Linked DNA regions of Mus musculus: regions 1 and 2 are each linked to region 3. Evidence: chromatin contacts called from public HiChIP or PLAC-seq data. All regions are on one chromosome and are shown on one strand. Each heading gives the region's core, a stretch centred on a gene start, on an enhancer-like site or on the middle of the called end of the contact. The rest is flanking DNA. Distances are from core to core; before and after follow the strand shown.

Region 1 (4,879 bases), core at 2,091-4,590, 150 kb before region 3:
ATGAAGTGATTTCATTGTTCCATTGTTCTATTCTGGTACAAGTCTATAATGTATTTTAATCATATCTACCCTCTGATTCTCTTCCCAGCTAGTTGCTCTACTACTATCATGTCTTTTTGGATTTGTTGTTTGTTTCAGTGACTCAGTGAGTTTCAACTGTGTTACTTACAGGAGCATAGGTGGGAAGGTTGTTTACAGGCGCATAGACATCTTACCAGTGGCTATATCATTGAAGAAAATATCTCTCCCTTTCCAGAGGCATTAACTGCTTATAGATCCTCAGGCAATTCATGTACGCCTCTCTACTCTGTGCGGAAATGTTGGCAGCCCAATCTTTTGGAAGTACTGTGAGGGTACTCCTATTGCTGTTGAGTTTAAGAGTGCAATGATATGTGCCCACAAGATACTTTGGTGGGTAGAGCCGCCTGCCACATGGCTTAATGACCTGAGATTAATACCTGGAACCCATAAAGTAGAAAGAAAGAATTGACTCCCACAACTTGCCCTCTGACCTCCACATGTATGCTCTGGAACACATATCCCCCTCCCTTCAATAAAGAGAATAAAATCTAAGTTTTCAAAAAAAAAATCTTCAATGGTCATATAGCACCCAGGAATCTGCATTCCACAATGCCCTACCACTTACTCCAGGTCTTGATTTTTTTTTCTTCTCTTCTGTTCTATTTCCTAAAAGTTAGAATGGCTGAACTGTCCATGGCTGAGTACTCAGTCACATGTTCTGAAGACTTTGACCAGTTAGGAGTCCCTGCAGCCACTCCTGTGAGTGGGGAACATATTGGTAGTGTCAGAAGTGAAAACATGAAGATTTGAGTTTGATCCCTAGAACCCATGTCAAACAGCATTGATATAGTGTGGTGCACACCCGTATTCTCTGCTCTCAGGAGGAAGGAATAGGGGATCCCAGGGAGCTTGCTGGCCATTCAGTCTAGTCAAATCATTGAACTCTTGATTTGGTGAGACGCCTCGTCTCAAAAATTAAGGAAGGGAGTAAATGAGAAAAACAGCTGATATTGGTCTTTGCCCTTCATATGCATGTACACATTCATGAACATATACACAAACTTACATAGTTAATATGCCTATATAACAATAACTATCATTTTAATTTACGACAATGCTACGAGCTTATCTAAGTCTTAGAAACTATGTAGTAGTTGATAATTTTATTGGGCAGGAATGATTAGAATTCTATCAAGCCCTGTAAAATAGTAAACAAACAGAGATTAAAAAGCACAGACTCAAGAGCCTGGAATGATGGTGCATGCCTGTAACCCAAGTACTCAGAAGGCAGAAGCAAGAGGATCATAACTCTGAGGCTGGTCCTGGCTATGGAGTAAGCTGCTGTCTCCTAAAACAAAACAAAACAAAACAAAACAAAACAAAACAAAACAAAACAAAACAAAACAAAACAAAACAAAACAAAACAAAAACTAAGAAACAAACAAAAGTATGTCTTAGTTTGTGTTTTGTTGTTATGAACTGACACCATGACCATGACAACACTTATAAAGAGAAACATTTAATCGGTGCTGGCTTACAGTTTCAGAGGTTCAGTCCATTATGAGCATGCTAGGAAGCATGGTGGTGTCCAGGCAGACATGGCGCTGGAGAAGGAGTTAGGAGTTCTACATCTGAATCCTTAAGCACCACTGAGATGGGCTTGACTGCCACCTACTGGTGCACTTCCTCCAAAAAAGTCACACCCACTCCAAGGCCACACCCTAATAGTGCCACTACCTATGGATCTATGGGGCCATTTTTTATTCAAACCCACACAAATACTAACAACAGAAATCCTTCACACATTCTTACTATTCACCAACTACTAAAAATGGTTAGAAGAATAGCTCCTATCATAGATTATGTTGTTTTTACAACTCTAGAGAATTTTTATTTTCTTTGGATGATTTTCTATATAGAGTTTGGGTCAGTGTGATCTCCAAGTTCATTTTAACTATAAATTCTCAGTGTCACTTCTTTTTATTATTATTAGATATTTTCTTTATTTACATTTCAAATGCTAGCCTCTTTCCTAGTTTCCCCTCCGAAAATCCCCTATCCCCTCCTCTTTCCCCTTGCTCCCCAACCCACCCACTCCCATTCCTGGTCCTGGCATTCCCCTATACTGGGGCATAGAGCCTTCACAGGACCAAGGGCCTCTTCTCCCATTGATGACCCACTAGGCAATCCTCTGCTACATATACAGCTAGAGCCACAAGTTCCACCATGTGTTTTCCTTGGTTGGTGGTATCCAAGGAGCTCTGAGTTTACTGGTTAGTTCATATCGATGTTCCTTCTATGGGGCTTCAGTCCCCTTCAGCTCTGTGTAACTTCTTTTAAACTTAAGAAGAATAATGTAAATAATATAATACATTTATTTTGATCTATAGTTGGATATTAAGTTTAGATGTATGCTATTTAGGGCTTTCTATGGTTCACAATTGTGCATTTATGAGCACTACTCTCTACAAGCTACCACTTGGCCATTGTTTTTCCACACATCAAACACTGTCCTAAGAACTTTATGTATACAACTTAAGCCTCAAAGCCACCATATTACATAGGTAGTCTCTATGCTCATTCTACTGGTTAGAGAGCCCAGGCACACATTGTTCAAATAACTTGCCCACATTTTTTTTTTAAACACTATGTTAACTTTGATATTTGTAAATCAAACTGACATGTTAAAGATGGCCATTTTTTTTAAAGATTTTATTTATTTATTTATTATATGTAAGTACACTGTTGCTGTCCTCAGACACTCCAGAAGAGGGAGTCAATTTCATTATGGATGGTTGTGAGCCACCATGTAGTTGCTGGGATTTGAACTCCGGACCTTCGGAAGAGCTGTCGGGTGCTCTTACCCACTGAGCCATCTCACCAGCCCCCATGTTCTTATCATTAATAAGTTTAAAGAGTTAGTTGCAAACTAGCAGACTTGTTGCAGACCACAGGTCTTAGGTAGTGTTTCCACTCCTATGAAGAGACACCATGACCAAGGCAACTCTTATAAAGGCAAACATTTAACTGGGGCTGGCTTACAGTTTAGAATTTCATCATAGCAAGAAGCATGACAGCATGCAGGCAGACATGGTGCTGGAGAAGGAGCTGAAAGTTGATCTGAAAGCAACCAGGAGAGACTGGAATCCCCAAGCAGCTAGGAAGAAGCTCTTTTTTATCAATGGGTGGGGCCTGGGCTCTAGGAGCCCTCAAAGCTCACCGATACACTTCCTCCAACAAAGCCACACCTATTCCAACAAGGCCACACCTCCCAATAGTACCACTTCTCATAGACCAAGCATATTCAAACCTCCACACCCTATGAAGCATCAAAGGAGTCTGGTTGTTCTGGGCTTTGTAGTTGCACAAGAGCTTAGAGTGATGTGGTGCCTTAGAGCTGTCTGCTGAAGCTGACAGGAGTGTTCGCTGAGTCCTGTGTAAGATCAGTAATATTTGCAATTGTTGCTTATCAGCAGGGTGCATCAAAGGATGAAAGGAGTCATTGCCAAGAGAAGTGAATAGCACTACGTTGGCATTGACAGCCTGCTAGTGGAAGGAAAGGGCAGATCATAAGATAGCCATTAGGGTAGGTATGCTTAGGAGGAAACAAATGGGCAGACTCTAAATGGGAGATCTGTGTTCCAAATAAGAGTGGTTGGAGACAAAGCAAATGGCACAAAAACATTTGCCAAGAGCTTAGGCCAATAACATGTGAGTGTGGGGCCCTAACATACTTCCTACCTAGACCTAGCTGCAGACTAGAGAGGACTGAAGTCTCAAGATGAAGCCACTCCAGGCTTTTCTGGAGAGGAGTATTGTGGAATGAGAGAAGGAAGGCTCTTCGAGTTACAGTCCTGAGTGAAACACAGTTCACAGGCATTACTGACAGCTTGTACCACACTCCTCCTCCCCACAGTGAGCAGGAATATGTTCAAAAAACAAATAAAACTGGATTAACAATAATACCAAAGAAGGAAGGAGAGTCTGGGGCATGGTGAACTGCTGAATCAAGCTTATGGTTAAGGGTAAGTCCAATCACCCATGAGCTAAAAATGAACTCCTGTGGTCTCAGGAAAATCAGAGGGTAACCAATTTGATGAACCCCATATGTCTTATGAATGCCTAACTTTACCCTTGTTTTGCTGACAACTCTAAAAGTTCTGGTCTTGTGGCATATGGTTCCATGGAAATCCAAGCAACTTTCAAACAGACACAACCACAAAATCTGCTTATTTTGTTTTGTAGTATTCTTAGTCTGTACTGTAATTTTTTGAGCACTTTGGAAACTCTGACAAACAATATGATCAAAAATATAACATGTCTATACACATTCACACATAGATACACAGACACAGACATTTTCGTGGATACATATGTAAATTTAGTTCAAAAAGTGAAAATTAAAAATTTTTAAATGGCTACCTTTTGATGGAACAAAACAGTGTAGAATAAGCAAAGAACAAAATGAATCTTGCTGGGCATGATGCTGCATGCTTTTAATCCCAGCACTGGGCAGAGCATAGAGGCAGAGGAGGCAGAGGCAGCAGAGACAGGAGGAGGCAGAGGAAGCAGGAGGCAGGAGAGGCAGGGGAGGTAGGGGAGGCAGTGGAGGCAGTGGAGGCAGTGGAGGCAGTGGAGGCAGTGGAGGCAGTGGAGGCAGTGGAGGCAGGGGAGGCAGTGGAGGCAGTGGAGGCAGTGGAGGCAGTGGAGGCAGTGGAGGCAGTGGAGGCAGTGGAGGCAGGGGGCAGGGGCAGAGGTCAGGGGACAGGAGAGGCCTGAGAAACAAGAGAGGCAGGGAAGGCAGGAGGAAGGAGGTAGAGGCAAAGGCAGACATATTTCTCCTAACTCAAAGCTAGCT
Region 2 (4,721 bases), core at 598-3,097, 160 kb before region 3:
ACGTTATATCATTTAAAAACCACTATCTTGGGCTGGAGAGATGGTTCAGTGGTTTAGAGCACTGACTGCTCTTCCAGAGGTCCTGAGTTCAAATCCCAGCAACCACGTGGTGACTCACAACCATCTGTAATGAGATCTGATGCCCTCTTCTGGTGTGTCTGAAGACAGCGACAGTGTACTTATGTATAATAATAAATAAATCTTTTAAAAACAAACAAACAAACAAACAAACAAACATCCCCACTATCTTTGATGCACTGAGTTGTAGATAAAAAAAAAAAAAACTCCTAAGTTTCAGTCAACCTTGATCATACAGTGGCCTGGTGACTGTTAACACTGATAGGCGGAAATGAGCACTGACTAGATGTCAAGCAAAGCATCCTTGGTGGAAATGGAAGTATTTGCTGTTTGGAGGTAATAGCTTATGAGAGGAAGCAAAAGCACAGCATCAGGAAGCTGCCTGACTGGTGGTCCTTCCACCATCCACAAACTATCTGACTTAGAGCAGTTTTTGGAACAGTAACATTCTTCTCAGGTTATAAAGCTGCATAAAAAAAGATGGCTTCCCAAGGTACTGAAATAAATATATAAACAAAGTGGCCTGGCAGATCGGTTTGTTAGAACTGTTATGGAGATCCTTCTACAAATGACTCATCCAAGAAGAATGTGAGACCATGACAAAAGATTAAAAATAGCAGGTTGAGGGTCCTGGGACCACCAAAGGAGAAATTAGGGCTTAGCCTGCACATTCCGTCTGTGGAATCACAGCAATACAAGGGGTGTTGCCAACTCTAATGTTTCTCAGACTTTTTAACTGTGTTCAGCAGTATCTGACATCCCAGATGCCACCAATGCCTCAGGACCATCCACCATGGAAGAGAGGCCAGGCAGGACTTGGCTGCTTTACACCTTGCTTCCTTTGGGGGCATTGCTTCTGCTCCTTGCCTGTGTCTGCCTGCTCTGCTTTCTGAAAAGGATCCAAGGTGGGTTGCAATTTCCCTTTGCCCCATGTGCCACACATTTGGGGTTCTTTTTCTAGGGCCAATAGAAATAACAATAGCTGGTTATTGTTTTCTTTCTGGATAAAGATTCTCAGGGAACTACTAGTTTCTACTAGAAAACTGAGTGGATCGATTTAAGCTCCCACCAAGCATGATAAAGCATACTTACCTCACCACAGTGCTAGCCAAGGGTTGTGGCTAAGCATACTCCAGGCTGGAACTTTCTCATTCTATATACACCAATCTTAACTGTGTATAAGAAGGCATTCTCCTAAACTTTAGCTAAGTCAAAGGACTGGTTGTAGTAATGTCTTGAATCAACATGTCTAATTTGAGATGTTTGGTTTCATCCCTTTCCACAGCTATACCACATAATTCCAGTGTTACACACCCTATCTAAATAAGGAATCATTGTCCCAGAAGGAATTCATATGTGTATGTAGTTTCTATTGCTATAAACACATGCTTGAGTCAGTTTTTTACTCAATAACACTGCATTTGAGAATGTGACTTGCCTATAATGAGAGATGTGATATATTTTTAAATTATTTTATTTATTTATGTTGCAAATGTTGCTTCCCAGTATCCCATTCAAGAGTTCTGGTCAGACATGTGATATTCTGAAGACAGCTGGTTTTTTTTTTTTTCCTTTGAAGTTATGTCTCCTTTGTCACCACTGAGTAGTTAAAATCAGCAAGAGAGGCATGTTGATCTGGTCCATCTATATTCACTAATTCTCTGCTCTTCTCCATGTCTTCCCCTCCCCTTTTCTACAATACCAGCCACAGTGTAGCTATAGAAACTGAGCCGGACAAAGCATCCCTTTATTTGGCTGTTACAAGAAAAAGCTTTGTCTGGGCCAAATTGCTTCTGGCATTTTGAACTAAGTGCTTCTGGATCCCGGAGCTGTCTTAGAGTTGTAAGGAATCCCTCTCTGCATCTGTAACCATGAAGCCCTTTCCACGGTCTTTTTGTGGCTTCATATTTCCTAGGGCTGCTAGAACCTCTCTCTGAGTGATGAATAAGAAACTGGGATAATCTTTATTGGACCTCATATCCAAAGGAAACTGGGAACATGTATATGTGAAGAAGCATATGTGAAATTTTTATATTTTTATGGGTTGAGAATTTCATATATGCATATAGTATATTTTGATATTATTCACCCCACTCATTTTCTCTTATCCCTCCTGAATCCCCTATGGCCCCTCCCCAAATGCATATTCTTTTAAAAAATATATTAAAATCTGCTGATTCCAGTTTGTATTGCTCTATACATATGGTTATGGAGATTTATTGGGAGGTTATATTTATAGTACCAAAGATTATACCACTAAAAGAACTGACTCTATGTACCCTACCAGCCATCATTTGTCATCAGCTAAGGATTACAGGGCTCATGTACTTGGATATTGGCTGGTTTAATCTTGTAAGAAATAACAGGTATTAGGAGTTAGTTGGTACAGCAGTGTATTCATGCCCAGAAGATAGTTTTTCCTCCAGTCTTCTCCAACCTCTGGCTCTTGCAGTCTTTCCTCAATATTACTTGAGCCTTGGGGGACAGGAGTATGATATATGTCTCATACATCACCAAGCCAACAGAAGCACTTTTAGCATTGGTTTAGCATGGAAAATGCAATGACTACAAACCATTTGAAACTGTTTTACTAGGTCCTACTCCTTCCTCTTGGATGTGAAGACTATTATGTGAAGTAGGAAGGTGGGCGGGGGGGGGGGAAGTGGGCATGCGTATGTGCACATACTGAGATGCCAATGGAACATGCTAGCCAAGTCAGTTAGCAAGGTGAAGCTAAGAGTGTGGCTGCTAACAAGCAATGTGCTGGGCATGGGAGGAAGATAGTTCACCTTGCTTTCTTAACCCCTTTTGATTACCTTTTCTTCTCTCTCTCCAATTTTTTAGGGAAAGAAAAGAAGCCTTCTGACTTGGCAGGAAGGGACACTAACCTGGTAGGTTTCAAATATCTGTCTAAATAAACACATTTTTATATTATACCATATGTACTTTTTCAGTAGGTTTATATGACATCACTCACACACACACACACACACGAACTTTCATATAGGCCATGATTGCCGGCATAATACTCGTATAAGATATGAATATCTTGTTATGGAGTAAAGAGACATTGACAGGGCAGTTAATAACTCATGGGAATCAAGGGTCATTTTCAGTGTAGTCAGAGTAAATAAACCCTCACCCACACTATTGAAAGCAGCGAAAATGAAATCCATCAGGGGAACAACCAGGAAAATAGAAAGGGAAGTAGTTGGGAAGAGGAAGGGTTTGGGAGGGTTGGGAAGGGGAAAAGAGAGAGCACTGGAGGGTGAACATGTACACATGTATTCTATACACGATGTATAATTACTACATGCTAACAAAACATAAAAATTAATAAACAGAAAAGTTCAGAGTTCTGATCTTATTTCCCTTTAGGACAATTGTTCTCAACCTTCCCAATGCCGTGACCATTTAATACATTTACTCCCATTGTGGTAACCCTCAACATGACCCTCAGCAAAATTATTTTCACTGCTACTTGATAACTGTAATTTTGCAACTGTTATAAATTGTAGTATCAATATTTTTGGAAGTAGAATTTTGCCAAAGGGGTCTTGACCCACAGGTTGAGAACAGCTATTCTAAGGGAATAAAAGTGGTTGTATAGTAAAGTCCACTCAGACATAATACAGTTACAAGGGTGGGGATTTTGGAATGTGAGTTATTAATCACCTGGTTTTTAAAAAGAGCTTTACAACTGTTAAGCACAATGTGTATGTAACTATGTAAGCACAATGGAGAGATGGCTGCCTCTGTTTAACATCCTTTACTTATCCACCTATGGCCACCCCGTCATAGTACACCACCCTGTGGTACCTACCGCTTTTATGGAGAGCTTCAGGGGCAAAGAACCATGTTCATGCTAAAAGAGTTTTGCATGAGAATGAGTCGTCCTGGGGAAGAGAGCCAAGTCAACTGACCTGACAGATGGAAAACTATTGGAAAGTATAGCAGGGACCTCAGTGATATGTGTAGAATTCATGGTTACTTATCTATTTACTTGATAGTCTTTGGCACCCCACATGCAGGCGCACTTTCTGCAGTGGCACTCTCCATCCTAGCCAGTCCACATTTGTCTCTTTCAGACCTCTAGCCTTAGTGATATTTCTGGGAGCTCACCTCATAGGGAAAGCAGAGAAATCAGCAGTTATTATACATTATGGCTAAGCATGCTTTCAGACAGAGCTTCCCTTAGTAGATATGAGTGAAATCCAACTGCATATGTCACAGTGACACTTACCAAGGACAAGAGGAGTACGGATAGTCAACAATCAAGAACCTGAGAACTTACAAGATGAATATAACTTGTAGAGTCCTGGGGAAATGGATGAGTGGGTAAAGTACTCACTGTGCAAGCTTAAGGACTGAGCTTGGTTCTCCAGCACTTATGTCAGACTGGGAGTAGTTGTATACATTTGTAAACCCAACAGTGAGAGAGACAGTGAACACCAGTTGAACCAGGGCTCACTGACCATCCAGCCTAGTTGAAAAAGTGCCGGCTTCAGGGAGAAAACTCTTTCTCAAAAAGCAAAGTGTAGAGGAAGAGACAAGAAACCTGATATTGACCTTTGATCTATAACACACACTCACACATACACACTCATACAAACACACACACACATACACACACACACACACTC
Region 3 (4,709 bases), core at 585-3,084:
TTCTCCTTTAGTTCATGCCAGGCAGTGGTAGGCTTTCTGTTTCTCAGAAAGATGACGTGGAATTGCTGGGCGGTAACCAGGGAACACTCCAGTCTAGAATGAATCCAAAATGTATTAGGTAAGACACATTATTTAACCTCCCTGGAGCCTGGGGGTGGGGCGGGGCGGGGCGGGGGGAAGACATCAGTACTAATCTCAGGGTTAAATGAAACATAGGTGGGAAACTGAAAAATCATAATGCTTCAATATCTGAAACTTCTGAGTACTGACAATGTTATAATGAAAAATTCCACACCTGCCATCATGTGATAGTTATAGTCATCAAGAGGAACTGTATAATCATGGCATTATCTGAGGGTGTGTGTGTGTGTGTGTGTGTGTGTGTGTGTGTGTGTGTGTGTGAGAGAGAGAGAGAGAGAGAGAGAGAGAGAGAGAGAGAGAGAGAGACCTACATGAAAAATGAATGAATTTCCTGTTTAGTCTGGAGTCCCACTCCCAAGAGATCTTATTGTGCATATGCAAATATACAAAAATCTTTATTAAATAGCATTTTTGAATGGTAAAGATCCTAGGAGCTTGCCTACTGCAAACCCAGCAAGTCAGTGCTGCAGCAATATCACAGGTGTGAGGTGACAATTCCACGGTTAAAACCCTGAAGACAGTGCCCAGAATTTAACGGATGCTAAAAGATTAACCAATCAAGAATTAACTAGAGAGTCCAATCATGAAGATTCAAAAAAAAAAATCCTCCTACAATTCTTATCAAGAAGGTGGATGTTCATTAGCTCCTGGGTCTTAGCTGACAACTCCACAGCTGCTAGGTGCATAGCCCCATTCCCCTATTCTTTCTAGGTCTGATTTTGTACCTTATTTCATTGCAGCCACAGAGACTTGGAGAGAAAAAAAAGAACCTCTCTCTCCGATTCTTTGTAAAACAGAAAGCAATTCCTTGTTTGAACATTAAGAGCATCTAGCTGACAGATCCACATTCCTCTTTGTTAAGAAAGGTAACACAAGTCGGTCTTTGTCAGCCTGATGAAAAGTGGTACCTGGGGTTTAATTGCGTTTAGATTCGCATTCAATTCTACCAATTCCGTGTGTATAAAGAATAAGGCGTATGACCACCCTTCCTTTTAAAATTTTCTGCCTTGTAAACAGTACCAAAGACTCAAAATGTCGGCCTCTCCTCTAAATACCTTGGCATTTAACAAGACCACTAAGCTGTGGCTTGCTCGCTGCAGTACTGCTAGATGCTTCATGGTTTCCTAGGCAAGGAGCAGAAATGCAGCAAGAGAGGGGGTGAGAAAGAGAGCAAGCGAGATTACTAGGCTACACCCCTGCTGCAGGTTAAGGACCAACATAGGGGACGCAAAGAGCTACTCCTCCCCTTCTGGGAGCCATGGAGCTCAGGCCGTGTTTTCGCAATGGAATCGCAGCAAGGAGCAAAGCCGCCCACCCTAGATACACGCGTTCCCCGGGCTTTCTCCGGCCGGTGCCTCCTTACAGAGCTCCGAGCCCCGGATACCACTTCTCCAAAGAACAGCTTCCTTGCTTTTCTCGCAGGCTCCACTGGCTTCTGAGAGCCGCGGCTCCAGATCGCCCATTCCGCCCTCCTTCGCATCTCAGATTCCACTCACCAGACTGCCCATCCTTGCTCTGGGCCGCAGCTAGACACCAGCTTCTCGGGGTCTGAGCTCTTCCACGATGGAGGATATCTCCGCAACACCTGTGAGCAGGGACACTACTATTCGCCGTAGAGAGAGCCCCCTCCACTGCACAGGCAGACTCTACAGCTCCTCTAGTGTGGAGGAAGAGACGACCAACCAACCACGCCCTCTACAACCTCATCCCTAGCCCCTGCCCCCGCCCCCGCCAGGTTCTCGCCTTTTAGAGTAATATAGCAAAAATGTGAAAGAATCACTCTATATTTTTTTCATTTTAGATTTATTTATCTTATTTTACATGTGTATGCATGTTTCGTCTGCATTCCCATCACTGGCCTCTCTCCCGTGCCAAATGGCAGTATAGGGTGACGTAGTCCATACAGAAAAATCAGAGTGGGAACTAACTTGAGTGGACAGTAATTTGAGTCAGAAACCTGGTGCATCCTGTGGTTCTGTACAGCAAAAGATAAACACGGAGAACAGAACAATAGTGTGTGTGTGTGTGTGTGTGTGTGTGTGTGTGTGTGTAGGGGGAAGGTAAGGAGCTTCATACAGACACCCTGGGGGAAAAAAAAAAGGAAAACTTTATTTTACGATTTGTTATATTAAAGGCCAGTGCGAGTGTGTGTGTGTGTGTGTGTGTGTGTGTGTGTGTGTGTGTGGTTACCAGGTACCTCATCTAGAGCTTTAGAGGTCCTAAGGGCTCAGAGTTACCTGTGAACACACTTCCTGAAAACCCAAAAGCACTTTCTTTCTGCTAATCAGATTGTCCTGCAGTATTCCTTAAAACAGATGAGAACCAAGGGACAGATCAAATGAGTCACAGGAAGCCCTGGAACTGAGGTTTTTCCTTGATGAAAGCTTTACAGAAACGATTGACTATATTGGTGACATTTCTGTTTCTGTACTAGAGTAGAAACCTGTGGAAAAAGATTTGTTGGGCTTATAGCTACAGGAGGAGAGTCTCTAAGTGACCAGGAGGCATGGTACCAGGCTGCCAGAGAGATCACATCTTCAATCACAAGTATAAAGCAGAGAGAGAGAGAGAGAGAGAGAGAGAGAGAGAGAGAGAGAGAGAGAGAGAGAGAGAGAGAGATCGAGAAAGAGAGAGAGAGGAGAGAGAGACTTGGGACCTACAACTGAAGGTCACCCTCTAAAACCTGACAGTGGGACCCATTGCTGAGGTCAACTTTCATTCAGCTCACTGAACATAGAGAGGCTAGAGCTGAGGTTTGGACTCTAGACTCTAGTCTCTCTGGTGTGAGAAGGTATTCTACAGACCATGAAAAGACAAACCTGGACACTAAACCTGCCTCTAAATCCTCTACCCACAATATGTCCTGCCTATGAGATTTTAGTAGAAAATGTGAGGGAGTGACCAACCAATGTTTAGTTTAACTTGAGGCCCACCCTATAAGAGAGAGCTTGTACCTATATTGCCTGGATGGTCAAGAACCAGATAATGGAAAGCCCAGAGTCCTAGGGTAGAACCAAACACAGCTGGGGAAAGAAAGAAGGAAAGAGAGAGAAAGACAGAAAGAAAAAGAGAAAGAAAGAAAGAAAGAAAGAGAGAGAGGGAGAGAGAGAAAGAGGGAGAGAGAGAAAGAAAGAAAGAAAAAGAAAGAAAGAAAGAAAGAAAGAGAGAGAGAGAAAGGGGGAGAGAGAAGAAGAAGAAGAAAAAATGGAAGGAAGAAAAGAATGATTCTTAATGACATTCTGCTATACTAATAGATTGGGGCCTTGACCAGCTGTCATCAGAGAGGCAGCAACAGATAAAATCTGGTTCAGAGACCCACAGACAGACATGTGGAGAGAGTCTAAACCAAAGGTCTTCCTCAAGTCCCTTCCCTCTGACTGCATCCTATTCCTTCTCAGTACTCTCTGCTGCCCAGATAGCACACATACTCTACCTTAGCCTCTCGAGTACTGGGAATACAGATGTGAGCAACCATGGGAGGTTATTTTTTATGTTGGTGCCAACAATACTCTTTTCTTATAGATGGCATTTCATAAGTATGCATGAGGACGTGTGTTTGTGTGTGCAAGTCATTCTATTGGGGTACCTTTGAATATCTTTCTCCTTGAAGCTTTCTCTATTCTTGTTATTTTATTGGTATGTAAATGACACTTTACTAGGCATTGTTTTGCCTTAAATCTTCTTAAGTTTGAGCAGTAGATTTCAAGAGCTGAGTTATACAATAAGAGAATGAAAAATGGCATGGGAACCACGGGATCCTTAGGTTATGTATTATATCCAGACTAACAAAAATTTTTAAAATAAATATTCTAATAAATGGAAAAATTAATCCACATGTAGGCTACAAGATGTATGAAAGCACAAATAACTACTAAATCTATTATTGTGTAAAATTTGCATATATCAACTATTAAATAATTCACACAGACCTATATGGAAAGGAATCTTGATTAGAAAGTAAGATTATGGGGTGGGGATGGGATAGGAGGTTTTCAAAGGGGAAAGCAGGAAAGGGGATAATATTTGAAATATAAATAAAGAAAATATCTAATAATAAATAAATAAATGTTGTGGAAAAAAGAAAGTAAGATTATGAGAGGTAGAGAAAATTATGCTAAGCTGTATGTTTGACAATGTTTAAAGATGACATTAAAAATGAGCATATGGGTAGGAGCGGCGCTTGAGGCCTGGAAGCGTTCCGTGGCCTGCCGGGTCAGCACCATGAGCTCCATTGGCACTGGGTATGACTTGTCAGCCTCTATGTTCTCTCCTGATGGAAGAGTTTTCCAAATTGAATATGCCATGAAGGCTATGGAAAACAGTAGTACAGCTATTGGGATCAGATGTAAAGACGATGTTGTGTTTGGAGTAGAAAAAGTAGTCCTTTCTAAACTTTATGAAGAAGGCTCCAGTAAACGTCTTTTTAATGTTGATCGACATGTTGCAATGGCAGTTGCAGGATGGCTGGCAGATGCTCGTTCACTAGCAGACATAGCAAGAGAAGAAGCATCCAACTTTAGGTCCAACTTTGGCTATAACATTCCTCTAAAACGTCTTGCACACAGAGT

What was found. HiChIP or PLAC-seq counts read pairs in DNA pulled down with a chosen protein or histone mark.
Region 1: a contact with region 3 is called in an H3K27ac HiChIP or PLAC-seq map of regulatory T cells, with 4 times the contacts expected there. The contact joins the enhancer-like site here to the promoter of Cd200 in region 3. A contact is called at or near these places in 8 of 39 promoter capture datasets (3T3-L1-derived adipocytes, the C10 cell line, cranial neural crest and 5 more), 1 of 15 datasets of contacts at CTCF or cohesin (CD8 T cells), 9 of 484 Hi-C or Micro-C datasets (B cells, CD4 T cells, CD8 T cells and 5 more), 9 of 115 datasets of contacts at active chromatin or transcription factors (CD8 T cells, bone marrow-derived macrophages, fibro-adipogenic progenitors and 5 more) and 3 of 9 other capture datasets (adipose tissue, liver and pancreatic islet).
Region 2: an H3K4me3 HiChIP or PLAC-seq map of forebrain shows a contact between it and region 3, with 2.7 times the contacts expected there. The contact joins the enhancer-like site here to the promoter of Cd200 in region 3. A contact is called at or near these places in 2 of 39 promoter capture datasets (the C10 cell line and macrophages), 2 of 15 datasets of contacts at CTCF or cohesin (CD8 T cells and the NIH/3T3 cell line), 3 of 484 Hi-C or Micro-C datasets (Th1 cells, Th17 cells and forebrain), 7 of 115 datasets of contacts at active chromatin or transcription factors (CD8 T cells, forebrain, memory CD8 T cells and 3 more) and 3 of 9 other capture datasets (adipose tissue, embryonic stem cells and liver).

Annotation. Positions count from the first base shown.
Region 1 is chr16:45,258,176-45,263,054 of GRCm38.p6, forward strand. No RefSeq gene overlaps it. Among named protein-coding and RNA genes, the nearest start is that of Btla, 36 kb to the left of the region's middle. Within about 2 kb of position 3,341, at least 12 of the 459 cell types and tissues checked have an H3K27ac peak or open chromatin away from gene starts, as enhancers often do. A contact at or near this core is called in Th1 cells, regulatory T cells and regulatory T cell precursor, where this site is marked.
Region 2 is chr16:45,243,329-45,248,049 of GRCm38.p6, forward strand. It overlaps Btla (B and T lymphocyte associated), which reads left to right. Exons shown (of 6, transcript NM_001037719.2): 4 at 825-983; 5 at 2,923-2,969. Among named protein-coding and RNA genes, the nearest start is that of Btla, 21 kb to the left of the region's middle. Within about 2 kb of position 1,848, at least 32 of the 459 cell types and tissues checked have an H3K27ac peak or open chromatin away from gene starts, as enhancers often do. A contact at or near this core is called in forebrain, where this site is marked.
Region 3 is chr16:45,407,219-45,411,927 of GRCm38.p6, forward strand. Cd200 (CD200 antigen) reads right to left here and starts at 1,835. Exons shown (of 6, transcript NM_010818.3): 1 at 1,638-1,835. The coding sequence starts at 1,649. It also overlaps the pseudogene Gm5406 and a transcript of Gm609 not described here.